Linked DNA regions of Mus musculus: region 2 is linked to region 1. A link is a contact called in public Hi-C data. All regions are on one chromosome and are shown on one strand. The core of a region is the stretch at or near the end of the contact, and the rest is flanking DNA. Distances in the headings are between cores, read along the strand shown.

Region 1 (7,007 bases), core at 3,091-5,590:
CTATGTAAAGTATATCTGAACTGCTAAACTTTACTCTTAGCCATTTCTATTTGAGTAATATTGAAAGCATTTTATTATAATTAAATCAGAATCTAATATAACCCTGAGTTTCCTATTTGGCCCTTAACTTACGTTACTTAACCATCCTAAACTGTCTGACATAGCAGCTACAGAAGACCTGGGTATAAGATTTGTTTGTATTCTTAAATGAGTTGCATAGGCTCAATGCCTTTCTAAGTGTAACAACATTAATTTCAAATTTTGCATCAATATAAGAAATATCAATGAAAACCTTAATTCTATATCAATATATAAATTCTGTTCCAATATAAGAAATTATAACTTCAATTTTGTACCAATTATAAAGATTTCTATCAGTGTAAGATCATGGCTACAAAATGTTTTGTTCAATGCTTTGTCCATCCTATCTATTTCCTTCCTGCTCAAAATTATGACCATTCCAAATTAGCCTTTAAAATCACCTTAAAATCACAACCTAATTATAATTTATAAAATAACCATAACTGGTCACCCAAACCCAAGAATTGGAGCTGACGACTCTGCATGGCTTCTTCCTGAGGAATAGGGGCAATGAAAAATTCTTTAAAGGAGTGGGGGAGTGGTAGGAAAATTTAGAAAAGTTGGTTAGACTTACAAAAGTTAGCTTTAGCATCTGTTATCTAGTTTCTGAATGCTTAGAAGGCTCAGGATTTGACTGAAGTTTTGACTGGGTTCATCTGAAAGGTTGGATGAGGCAGAGTGATCTGGAATTATCAGCTACTCCTGAAGCTGTTTTGGAAGCAGTTCTCTGGAAACAGCTTCAGGAGGCAGGGGGCTGGAACAGCAGGTCATTTCAGCATCCTTGAGGATGAATCTTGCCCAAGTGATACATTCTGTAACAAATGAATCTCACAACCAAAATTTTAGTACTGTTAAGATAGTTGTATGGATTTTGCAACATGCAGAGATCAATTAAGGATGAAATGTTGCTCCTTGTTTGAGCAGGTGAAAGACAACTGTCCTTTTCATGAGTTAATTTTATTAATAACCAATTGCAATGAATCTTCATTCATGCCATCTGAAGGATGGCACAATGAATCTTAAGGATTCCCCAACCAATAAGATTTATTTTCTAATTTTAGCTGAAGTTTTGGCTAGAGACATTTTTATGTCTAAGCCAGTTATTGGGCTGTTCCCACGTTGAGGAAGCAGCAAATCAAGTTGCCTGCCCTGTTTGATTTTCTTCGAATCTTTCCTTTCTGTAGCCAAAATCTTCAGGGGAGTCTTCCCCTGTCACCTCAGATCCATGCCATCTGGAAGGGGTCCAAAGTCTTTTCTCCTTTCCTATCAAAGCAAATAAAGAACATCTCTCCCAAAATAGCATGTCCTTGGTCTAGTAACTGAAAACCATTAATGGATTAAAGGTATAGCATGACCTCTCTCCCAGAGGAGTTTTAGTATCATAGATGCCACCAACTTTATAATCATCTTCATTTTGGTAATTAAAAAAACATAAAGCAATTAAGGCAATCTAAACAGATATTATCTGATGAGGCAGAGCTTCTCCTCTATCTCCTGTTTTGTTCTCACAAGATTAATTTTTAATAGTGAGACCAAGGTCTAAGTTTCTAATGTCTGAGATAGGTTAGGCTACCTATCCCCTGCTTTTTGACCTATAATTTAAGATCAAAAGCCTCCAATTATTTATCCATCTAAGTACACTGAAATCCTCTCTTCTATGGAGTTTAATATATCTGTGGGTACATATGTCCCTTTTCTCTATATAACTTGAATTAACATAGGCTTCTATTATCTGTCTGAGGCAAGTTTTTTCTACTTACCCCCTGCTCTTTGACATATAATTTAAGGTCAGAAGCCCCCAAATAAATATTTATTCATCTATGTATACTTAAGAACATTTAAATAATTATCATTATACTCCCTTCTATCCTTAAAAATGGTTAAATCAAATTGTATATATCTCTATTCTTTATTTATCTGGTTGTAGGAGGCAGGCAGTTTCTATTTTCTGCCTGTCTCTGCCTTCCTCTGAGCAGCTAGCCTGTCTCTTTGCACAGCAGGGACTCCCAGGGGCTCTCTGAGCCCAAACTCTTTGTACTAGTGAACTATGGGAAGAAATCTCCACTTGGGTCAGTCAAAATCTGTAGCCCGTTAAGAAGCCAATCCTTCCCTTCTCCTGATCTTATATCATGGTATGTGTATATTCCATCTGAGAATCTATAAATAATTTTGAATAGTGGGTTTTTTCCTGCCACATTGCACACTTCTGTAGTGGTATATTGGTTAAACTGCTTTGGCTTCTTGAAGATCATGTGTGTGCTGTACCCACCTAAGAGCTCTCTGGTTTCCCAAATGAGACACACACACACACACACACACACACACACACACACACACACACACACACACACCAACTAATTTTTGTATGCCTTGACTAGCTCAATGGCTGAACATTTCTAATCCTCCCCGTGGCTAGAATAATTCTCTCCTTCAACTTTCCTGTGTCAACTTGCTAAGTCAACATTTCATTCCTGTTACCCCAGACCCAGTGGGGGAGTGCCCACTAGGACCATTTTTTGGGATTCACTCCTACACCTAATCCCTCTGGTTCCCCTCCTAGCACTTCTGCCTCCTCCTCCTCCTCCTCCTCCTCCTCCTCCTCCTCCTCCTCCTCCTCCTCCTCTTCCTCCTCCTCCTCCTCCTCCTCCTCCTTCTTCTTCTTCTTCTTCTCTCTCTCTCTCTCTCTCTCTCTCTCTCTCTCTCTCTCTCTCTCTCTCTCTCTCTCTCTCTCTTGCCCACAAAACCTAAAAGTTCTGCCCCGTCTCTCTGCCAATGGCTGTACAGTAATTCTCTATTACCAATTGAAGCCAGCTGGGGGCAGGGACTCTCAGGTCTACAAGCACAGATTTAAGACAAAGCATTAGAACCAATCCCCAACATCTGAATCCTGTTTCTGATGCCCAGCCCCATTACAAGGCTTGACTTTCATCCAGTGAGATGTGAGTTGACATGATCTCATTTTATTGATGCTTCAAGTGTCAAGCAAAAATGGGAAAGTTAAAATTCCACTAGATAGACAAACTGTTCTCGGATATTCTCAATTCACATATCATAAACATTAGGGGCTTGGAAGGTCATTGGATACTATAAACAGCCCGGTAACACTTGGGCATTGTGTTGCTTAGAGGAAAATGTTCGAGATTCATCACTCAGAGGAAAAGAGGGTTTGAGAAAACAAACATAAAAGTCCCTTTGCAATTTCCATTTTAGAATAGAAAGAATTTGGGGGGGGGGCAGAGCGTGGTCAGTGTTATGGTTTGTAAGCACGTGTCTCCTGGGAGAGGCTGTACTGCCAGACAAACCTGGCGCCTTGGTGGTTTTGACACTGTTCCCCCTCCTGGATTCCTCTCTTCGAAATAGAACATTCCTGCCTCCCCCACCCCATTCTAACCTTCTAGTTTTCCATTCTCAGAGCATCAGTCTCACTTTCTTGTTTTATTGTTCCCTTCTTTCTCCGATTAGATGGACAGTAGCAAGCACCACTTGGATCTCTTGGGTTAGCTCTGGTGTGGAGGAAAAGTGGTTACTTTTGCAGAAGAACCAGATGCTATTTTTGTGCTCTGTGGCTTTGCAGGGAATTTTAGTTTTGCAAGAGGCTGTGTTTTATGTATTATAGCCTTAGATTTCAGCTTGTTGCACTGGATAGCCAAACCCTAGTTTTTAATTTCATCTTGCTTTGGCTAGTAATGATGAGTCTGGAATTGGAAACTAGATTCAGAAGCAACTCTTTCTTTTATTCCTGCAAAAGTTCCCCTTGTTCAGTCTCAAAAAAAAAAAAAAAAGAGCTAAAATTGAAGTAAGAAGAAAGGAGTTGGGAGGAAAGGAATGACCCAATGCCCCAGTCCCACTGATGACTGTGTTATCCATGGGTGGGGTCATCCAGATGTTCACTCCTCCAGATGTGCAGGCTTTCCCTGCTCAAGGCAGACCCACCTGTGCTGTGAAACCCTGATATATTCTGAGGCCAAACAGCTTGCCTTCAAGTCACAATGTAAAACTCAAAGCAATCTTTCCTCAGCTGCTGGGTGTTCTGATTGTGGCTTGGTTGGGTCTGCAGATCATTCAGGCTTTGGGCTCCCAGAGAGAGAAGAGTCCACTTGTCCAAGGAAATGTCTGTAATACACGTTAAGTGGCCTGCGAGGGAGCCTTCTCATTTATTGGCTGAAACATGAAACGGAAAACATGCAGAGAGCACTGGGGCCCCACAGGCTCTGCTCCTTCCCAGGAAATGGGGTGAGGAAAGATGAAGCAAACACGTGATTCCAGGCAGCCCACATGCTTGGGTGTTTCACAATGCAAAAAGCATCTGTCCAGTGGAAGTCCTGGGCATGAGCATTGGAATTTATAGAGACAGATTGACTTCCAGTCTCTTGCCGGGATTCCATTCCCACTGCTACAGGAATAAACTTTTCCATTAAGCAAGAAGAATTTCATCTCCACTCAACTATGCTTATTTAGGCATTGGATGCACACATACTAAATGTCAGTGTCTGTGGTGGGGGCTGAGGCCAAAGATGAATAAGGCAGAGACCCCTGTGTTCAAGGAACTTACTCTGCAATGGGAAGGAGAAGCTAGAAACAACTGGCACAGCCCTATAGACTCTCTGAGAATAGAAAAACATTCTGAAGAACTTGGGAAGCAAAGTGGGGAATGTGGAGCCCTATAAATGGTGTACTGGACATTTTGCTATTTGAGGCTAACAAAGTTCCATTTCCTTTTCCTCTTTATAACATCACTTTACTTTTTACTTTGTCATTCACCTTTCACAAGCAGTTGTCTATATCACTAGCCCAGAAAAGCCCCTGGATTGATTAATGCTCAGTATGGTGTCCCCTGTCACGATGATCAGAGTCATTCAGGGTTTAGGGCATATAATCCAGTCCAAATCTGTGTATTCAGGATGGAGATTGCAGGAGGCTTTGAAGGCAGAAGCTCAGCTGCTTTTTAAAAAGAAGCACTGAGAAAATCAGCTTTCCTTCCAGCTGATGGTTTTCCAGGGATTCTTTGTTCTGTAGGAGAACCTTGTGCTGGGAGGGTGTCACCAGAGGTTGAAAACAGAAAGGAAAGGAGATTTTGTGCTCTGGTTCAGGCATGACAAGCATTGTCTAAAAGCCATTGGGTAACTCAGAAGCTCTTTAGTTGGGTGGGTGACAAGTCCTCTTTATTTTCTCAACTACTATGGTCTTCTCTAATACTTTCTGTGATGGCTATTCCTGGTTGTCAACTTGACTACATCTGGAATGAACTACAATCCAGAAATGGAGGGCACACCTGTGATCCAGATCTTAAGTCTAGAAGGACACAGACTTCTGACCTGGATCTTGACATGGAGTTCTTGAGGCATAGTGGCCATGAAAATTTTAGGCCCAGGCAAGGTAGTACACACCTTTAACCCTAGGATACTGAGGCAAGCTGATCCCTGAGTCAAAGTCAGCTTGGGACAAAGTAAATTCCAGATCCAGGCAACTAGGAGGAGGGTCTTAAAGCCCAAGCCCACAAAGACTCATTTCCTCCAGCAAGGCCTCACCCACTCCAACAAAGTCACACCTCCAAATAGTGCACTCCCTGGGCCAAGTATATTCAAACCACCACACTTGCATTCAAAGATAGAGAGAAGAATTTCCAGGAATAGCAACTCGCAATTGTGCAGCATATTTCCCATGTGCCGATCACTCTGCTACACACTTTCTATAATTCTCATCATAACCTTAGGAAAGAGGGAGTCTCAGTTGTATTTTTACATATTAGAGAATTAAGAGTTTTAGAGGATAGAGGGATAGTTTAGCGGCAAACCACTTGTAAAGCCCTGGGTTCAATCCCCAGAACCACAAAATATAAATGAATAAGATTACATAGGTGGAATAAATTGCCACCAAAGCACAAAGAATATATTTGCATATTGCTAGGGGGGTCCAGTCAAATGGGGACCGAAACTTGCTATTGGATTAAGTGAGGTAATATACATCAGAGATCTTAGAGAAAGCCTTTTGGGTGCATGTAGAGATGAAAGGCTGGATTAAGTTCACTGGGGATGACTAGACATCAAGGAAAAGGAAAATACCCATGCGAGCATTTTGGAAGAAGTTCAGCAAAACTCATCTCTTCAAGCCTAAGTGAAATGTACATGCTACCAAAAGTCAACTGAGGCTGCCTTATAGTTCCAGAGGGTCAGTCCTTTATCATCATAGTAGGGAGCATGGCAGCATGCAGGCAGACGTGGTGCTAGAGTTGCCAAGAGTTCTCTATCTTGATCTAAAGTCAGCCAGAAGGAGGCTGTCTTCCCCAGGAAACCAGAAGGAAGGGCTCTTTTCCACACTGGGTGCAACATGAGCACCAGGAGACCTCAAAGCCCATGTAAACAGTGATACGCTTCCTCCAACAAGGCAACAATTATTCCAACAAGACCACACTTCCTAAAAGTGCCACTTCCCTTGGGCCATGTCTTACACATGCCAGGCAAACACTCCAATCCTGATCCTCATGTCTGCCCTTCACATTTCACTCTTCTGAGGTGTAAAATCAGGAAAGTCTTTAGGGACATAAACCATCTCAGCCCTGTGATCTGTGCAGCCTTCCTCTGCCCTTTGGTGTCTACTTGGGAACTTGTGTGTTGCGACAGTCAGTCTTCTGGGACACGTCAAGCTTGAGCCCTGCTTTGCACCTCAATGTATGATCTTGGGGAAATTCAATGAGATCAATTCCCTAACATCTAACTCTGTAAGGGAATACAATACAGGGCAGGGCTGGAAGTGACAACTTCCCTGAAGAATGTTAGGAAACTCCCTGACTACTCTGGGACACTGTGGGACTAGAGACCAAACTCCACCAAAGACCAAGTGGACTCTTGCCCAGTGACTTATGTTTGTCACGTGAGGAGAATAAAGGGGTGGCCTGAACACACATTGAAACAGCTGTCTCTGGATCC
Region 2 (7,235 bases), core at 4,363-6,862, 270 kb after region 1:
TGACAGCAAACTAGTGCACCCAACAAGTCGTTATTACCCTTCCAGGATCTCAGTGTCCACATCCACACAATGGGAACACCTGGCCTGCCCAGTTCACAGATTTGCAGTGGGGGTCCAAGCAGAAGTCGATGGTCCCCAAGCTTGCTGAGCCTGCAGACTGCCAGGCCCTACCTCTAGTATATTCTATTCTGTGGTCCCAGATGAGGACCTGACACTCATCTCTACTCATCTCTAAATGATGCTGAGGTTGCTGACCCAGTCACAGCACTTCAAAGGCCATTGCAGGAGGAGTGAAATTTTCCCTTTTAAAAAAAAATCCAGCTGGGCGTGGTGGCACATGCCTTTAATCCCAGCACTTGGGAGGCAGAGGCAGGCAGATTTCTGAGTTCAAGGCTAGCCTGGTCTACAAAGTGAGTTCCAGGACAGCCAGGGCTATACAGAGAAACCCTGTCTCTAAAAACAAAAAACAAACAAACAAACAAACAAACAACAACAAAAGTCCATCCTCAGGCAGTAGAGATGGCTCAGTGGTTAGATATACTGTTCCTACAGAGGACCCAAGTCTCACCCCGAGCACCCATGTCAGTGGCTCACAATCACCTGTAACTCCAGCCCCAAGGGATCTGACACCCTCATGTGGCTTCTATGGGCACTGAATTCCCAAGCGAACACCACACAAATAAGAGTCACGTAATTAAGAATTAAGATAAAAAAGTTTTAAACCCCATCTCAAAGGATATCAAAAAAAGAAAAAAATTGAGAAGGCAGAAAAAGTATTGCCAATGTTGACTTTCAGATGAAAAGTAGCAAAGAGAAAAGAATGATGCAATAGCTTTAAAAAAAAATAATAATAAAGATAAACTTAAAAAAAATCTAGGGCCGCCATTTTATTTCCTTTACCTGATACATTTTTATGGATTGGAAATGAAAAGAAAGTTCATTTTTAAAAGAAGTCCATTTTCCTGACTTAGCCATATATTTAAAAATATTCTGGGGAGGTCAGGGTAATGACACACACCTTTAATCCCAGCCCTCAGGAGGCAGAGACAGGAGGATGTCTGTGAGTTTCAGACAAATAAGACCCTTTCTCAATCCCCCAATAAACTAATAATAACATATTTACATGAATATATCAACATATTTTTGAATGTATATAACTTTATTCACATATATTTATATATTAGGGAAATATTTGGACATAATAAGTTTAAAAGCAATACTTTTTCATAAGAAAATAATCAGAAATGGATACATAAGTGGAGGTCAATAAAGTCTTGTTTATAGCAATCAGAAATCTGGAGTAACAGTAATGTTTGGCAAAAGAAAGTTAGACTCTTAGTGCTGGAGAGATGGCTCAGTGGTTAAGAGCACTGGCTACTCTTCTGGAGGTCCTGAGTTCAATTCCCAGCAACCACATGGTGGCTCACAACCATCTGTAATGGGATCTGATGCCCTCTTCAGATGTGTCTGAAGACAGCTACGGTGTACTCACATACATGAAATAAGTAAATAATTCGTTTTAAAGAAAGTTAGACTTGATAAATTATGGTATGCCCCTAGTAAATGAAATATTATAAAGCCTTGTAAAATGTCTTTATAGGAAGTCTTTATTGACACAGATATACAGGGTATAAAATGAAAAAAGCTAGCAAAAGCCTGAGCAGTATAATTTAACCCTGAATAAAAACCACATACACAGAGAGAGAAATTAGTTTAAAAGGAAAAAAAAAACGTTAAGAATTATTTGTCAAACTGTGAGCGATACCTGAATTTCAATCTCTGCCATAATAGACAGTCACGGCTTATGTAAGGTTTTTACAGAATATGAAGAATTATTGCTGTGGGAGGCTCAGACATTCTACTACTTCCTGTAAAGCTCCAAAGCTAAAATGAAACGTCAGCACTTTTACAAGCCTTGCCCTGCCCCGTGCTTTTTACACAACAGCTTCAAGTTGGACTCCAATCGGGAAGGCTCAGTGGCCTTCGTTCTCAGCGCCTTCTCCACCCGTCTGTGTTTACTTCCAATTCAAAGAGAATCACCTGGGGGACCTGTTGACCCCTGCGTGGTCATCAAGTTTGAGGGCTGAGGCTGGCAATGTGCCCACAGTTACTGGCCATCCAGTAAGCAGCCTTGTTTTTTATATAAGAAACCTGTCTTTCTCGACTACTGGCTTTCAGTAAGACAGGTTACTTAGCAACAGCCAAAGCCAAGAGGGAAGATGGTGGTGGCCAGAGATGTTTTATGACTCAGATGAGCTGCCCTATGTGTATCTGGTTGCATTCAACGTAACCAGATAGGAGATAACGCTTGGCTATTTTTATATCATGAAGCAAAATATTTGGCTCCTGCCCAGAAGGGCAATTACCTCAAAGTCTTGGCAAGGCCCCTGCGGAATGTGAAGCGGTAACTAATACAGAAGTAGGAGAAAGAGAGTCACTGACCTTCATAAATACTGATGATATGAGGATGGTTGAGGGATGACATGATCTCAATCTCTCGTCTGATGTGAACCATGTCTAGCTCGTCCTTAATTTTGTCCTTACGGATGGATTTTATAGCAACCTATAAAGTCAGGAAAGGAAACGTTACTCAGAGGACTAAACAGAAGCAAATCAACCATTGTTGCTGGGGGTGGAAAGTAAGTGCAGATGTTGCTTGTTGGCCAAACTGACAACCACCACAACCACTCCAGAACAACCCCTGCAATGTGTTCCGTTTATAAACACCCAGGGCTTGGGTCTTCATCTTCTTCCTCATTAGCAGCGGCAGCAGTTCATTTAGTCTAGGGATCCGATCCATCCTTTAGAGGGGAAGAGGGGGCAAAGTTGAGGTGGCTTCGCAGGGTGATTGTGATTATGGAAGGTGAAATTGGAAGCATTTAGTTCCTTGTGAGGCTGAGACAATGACTTAAAGAGAAGAAAAAAATCACTGGGTGGCCAATCCCAGAGCCAGTTCAGCCTTCAGAGCCTCATTCTGAAAACCCAATCTCAGCCCTGCTTACACATTTGCTTAAAATGTGTAAATCCTTCCTCCATCCTCCTCCAGACATCCTATTACAGGAGCATCCCATTACAAAGCGCGTAACAGACAATCCTCCAGAGACAAACCAGGACAAAGCAAACAGTGGGACAGCCTCACTCTGGGACCAGCCCGTCAATTCCAAAAGCCCCAAGTGCCCATGAATCCAAAGTTGTGGAGAACACCAGGGCCAGTCCGCAGACTCCTCAGACACGTGAAAAGAAACATCAGCCGGCAACAGGAGCCTAATGAGGAATGGATCTCTCTCTGTTCGCAAACAAGTTGGCAAGGGACAAAAGCAGGGAGCCTAACAACCTTCGGCTGCCACACTGTAAGTCTGCTTAGTTCCTTAAATGTGCCCTCCCCTGGCCTATGTCTCTCACATGAGCATCCTATCCTAGGTGAGAGAGAGGCAGCTAGCCCATTCCTCTAGGTAAGAATACACGGTGTTATCTGCAAAAGAACAAGGCCACGTGAGAAGCAGTTTACAACCGACTACATCCTGACAGGTGATATCACAAGGTGGCTCCCAGCCCACCACAGCAGGAATGTACCCACATCCCTGAGCACTTCAACTCCTGCCCTGCCCAGCTCCCGTCAACTACAAATAAAAACACATCTTCGTGAAAGTATGTCTACCTGAGATCTCACACACACATGCTCACACATGCACATACACAAATGCACACACATGCATGCACACATCACACCACGCACAGATCCACATGCACACATCACACCACACACATCCACATATTCATGCACACATATACCACACATGCACACACACACACACACAAATAAATGAATAAATAAAAGTATCTTAAAATGGGAGAGCAGAAGCTTAATGATGCTGTCCAAAAACCACATGACCATGATCTCTGATCCCTTGGCATCCTGTTCCCATTTGCTGATCAAAAGTGGCTCAGACAAGCACAGATGGGGACCCAATGGAGGCACCACCCTCTTTAGCTCCTGGGTAGACCCTGGGACTGGTTAAAGGAAACTGCACAGAGAAGAAGGAGCCTTACGGCCCCGGGGCCCCTTGTAACCGCAGTGCCAGGCTCAGAGCTACCCAGGCCCTCGTGACAGCCCCATTCAGTATGCAGCCAGATGATCCTCCGCTGCTACATCAGATTTGGGAAAGCAGGACTAAGAAGCTTTATCTTGGCTGAGTGAGGCCTGTATCCTGGGAGCTGATTCCTGGATGAAGCAGACACTGAACACACACAGGCCCTGGAGGATGTGGGTGGCTGCTGGGCCAACTTCCACATTCCTTCAAAAACTAAAGATGGGCCAAGGTCAGAAACCACCACCCTCCTCTGGGTACGCAGCACGCTGAGCTTGACCTCAAGGAAGCCCAACTGTCAAATCACGATAGTAACACATTCCTTCATCATCCAGGGTCAGAGAGGTAAGGACATTCTAACACATGAGAAAATGAGCCCACTGTCCAGGCCCTGCAAGAGTCCAGCGGCAGGCCAAGAGCCTTGTGGTGCCCCTGGCAAGGCAATACTTCTAGCCGGGCATGAGAGGGAAGCGCTCACATTCTCATCAAGCCCCACTCAGCACTGCAGAAACTCAAAGGGCACCACAATCGTTAAAAACCAGGGTGACTGTCCTTCTAACAGAAACCTCTCTGGGAATGCACTGCGTCTTCCATTGAAAATGTTGTTCCCATTGCAAATGGGCCGGGTGGGAATACAGGAGAAACGAAAGCCAGGAACCACTGAACAAACGGACTGTAACTGCCAAAGCAGAGGCTGGCCTCCACTGTGGAGATGACCCTTCCAAGGTCAGCCAGCCAACTAGTGGCAAACCAAGAAACAAACACAAGAATCCTGAGAGTCAGCACTCATTAACCATCTAACTTGCAAGCCAGATTCTGTGAGGTGCTCTGTGTGCTGTGATACGGCATCCAGCTCATGCCAGCCTCTGCTGTGTGTCTTCCCTCTGACTGGCACTGCCACGTCACTCCTTCTAGACCCTCCACTCACTTCAGGACATTAGATAACAACTAAAGTCCTCTTTCTTCTTCTCTTGTTTGCTGCACACCAGGACTATTTGTATAGGACCCAGACAACCAAATGGGACACTTTTAAAAGGGTGTTAAGAACAGAGACCCATAACCACAATCCGTAAGTGGGTATCTGCCTCCAGAAGCTGAAGGATAAGCTGGGCCAGTGCACAGATGCTACGAGGTAAAGGATAGAAACATGGCTCGGTGCCCTGGCTAAAACCATCCTCTAGCTGTGTGGCCTTGGGCCGGTTGCATAACCTCTCCATGCCCCAGTTTCTTCATCCATTCGTAAGGAACTAACAGAATCTGCTTCGAGGGCCCTGCAAACACTGCATGGCAGGTGCTTAAGACCATGCTTGGACCAGGTAACTGCTCGGTAAACATTAGCCGCTTTTACTCTGAGTTAGCATCCCGTAAGTAGAACCTCCTCTCTTCCTTAAAGCAAACTTGAAATTCCTGCTAGTTCCTCAAGACACAGCAAGAGATGTGCTTACACATGGAGATCACATTTGCTTGCCCCAAAGTACAGGCAGGACTAGAGAGAGACTGGTTTTGTAATGTAGTCACCAGCGCAACTTCCTTCTTCCAAATCCCCACCAGCTAAACAAAGAAATGCAATGAACGGGCCATGATCTCAGCCTTCATGACTGTGAATGTTCATTCTTTTTTTTTTTTTTCTTCCTTTTTGAACGCCTGTCCCTGACTAGGCCACACATGCAGGAGGACACAGCCACCATGCCCTCAAGGCAAGAGGTGGTAGGGAAACACAGGTGAACTGTTGAAGAACAACAATTACAAAGAGAAATGATGTCACTCCTCCCGCGGCCAAGCCATCTAAGAACTATGCAACCTCGTGTGGCACGACAGAGGAAAGCCCCTCTCTCCAGTTTTTCACCTCTCACATCTCTCAGAACTCACAGAGAGAAGGAGTGAATAAATGGAATGACCACATATCTTAAATTATACATCTTCCCCTACCCCAGGTCCACTTCTTTCTAGCACAAGGCTGAGGGTGAGCTTGGGGCGAGAGGCTCAGGGGTGTGTGTGTGTGTGTGTGTGTGTGTGTGTGTGTGTGTGTGTGTGTCACACTACAGCCACGTTCATAAACGTTGCCCAGTCTAGACAGCACTATGCGATGTGTAAAACAGTCTGCTTTTAAAAAAGGTCACCCTATAGTTTAATGTAGAAACCTTATGCAGTAGCAGCAGGCTTAGCCAGGGAGTTGTGAATTCTGCCCTGTGCTGAGTGCTGTCAAAGGCACACTCGGCCCAGCCAATTCCCATCTCTTGTTAAACATAACAGACTCAGTCTCCTCTATGAGGTTGGCAGGCTTTCTTTCATTGACTAATCCCCCCATGCCACCTGCTCTGCAGCCTGCGGGCATCCTCTTCCAAGATAGCTGTTCAGTGGATGCTGAAATCCTGGTGATAAGTGGGGCAAGGGCAGGAGAAAGAAAGACAGAGGCCGTTTGCTCAGGCTTGTTCCTGGAGGGATGTAGCTTTGGGCAATCCCAGACCCCACAGCTCTCTCTTTCCTCACCTGTAAATGGGGTTGAAGAGCCTGGACATCTGTTCACTGAATGGTAGTGTTTACAAAGCAGGCCTGGTTGAAGGATACAGTGATGCAGGTTCTGTCCCATGGTCAAGGAGTCATTAGCACAGCAAGTCATAGCATGGGCTGTTCCCCCTCATCATCTCCCCCCATCCTCCTCCATTCTTATACAACGGCAAACACTGGTGGACAACGTAATACATTTCCAGAGAGACCATGGAAAGGATGCTAGTGTACAGTAGGCCCTGCTCTAGCTCACGGAGGAGACTCTACTCTAACCAAGGTAGTGATGGTCCCTCCGGTTTCCCAGTCCCCTCACAGGAATGAGTAGTCATGCCCTGCCCTATATTGGCCTGCAGATAATATTCTAAAGCAGGACCTCTTAAATATGGCATGCTTGGGCATCTCGTTAAAGCATATTCTCTGGATCTAGAAGTGTGGGGTAGAACCTGGGATTCTCTGTAGTGAGCTCTCAGCAAAGCAGTGATGCTCGCCAAGGTAGTGAGCTCTCAGCAAAGCAGTGATGCTCTCCAAGGGACCATGGGTTTTGGGAGCCTCCTCTGACTGCTTGTCTGTGGTCCTGACACAGTAACATTCATAGTAAATAGCTAACATTTTTTGTTCTTTTTTGCTGTGTTGGAGATT

The links. Hi-C and Micro-C count contacts between places; a contact is called where the count stands out from the background.
Region 2: a Hi-C map of bone marrow-derived macrophages shows a contact between it and region 1, with 29 read pairs. The contact joins two enhancer-like sites. A contact is called at or near these places in 1 of 484 Hi-C or Micro-C datasets (bone marrow-derived macrophages) and 4 of 115 datasets of contacts at active chromatin or transcription factors (embryonic stem cells, large pre-B cells and microglia).

Annotation. Positions count from the first base shown.
Region 1 is chr10:84,139,886-84,146,892 of GRCm38.p6, forward strand. No RefSeq gene overlaps it. Among named protein-coding and RNA genes, the nearest start is that of Gm40727, 33 kb to the left of the region's middle. Within about 2 kb of position 4,341, at least 21 of the 459 cell types and tissues checked have an H3K27ac peak or open chromatin away from gene starts, as enhancers often do. A contact at or near this core is called in bone marrow-derived macrophages, where this site is marked.
Region 2 is chr10:84,407,174-84,414,408 of GRCm38.p6, forward strand. It overlaps Nuak1 (NUAK family, SNF1-like kinase, 1), which reads right to left. Exons shown (of 7, transcript NM_001004363.2): 2 at 2,443-2,563. Among named protein-coding and RNA genes, the nearest start is that of Nuak1, 30 kb to the right of the region's middle. Within about 2 kb of position 5,613, at least 74 of the 459 cell types and tissues checked have an H3K27ac peak or open chromatin away from gene starts, as enhancers often do. A contact at or near this core is called in bone marrow-derived macrophages, where this site is marked.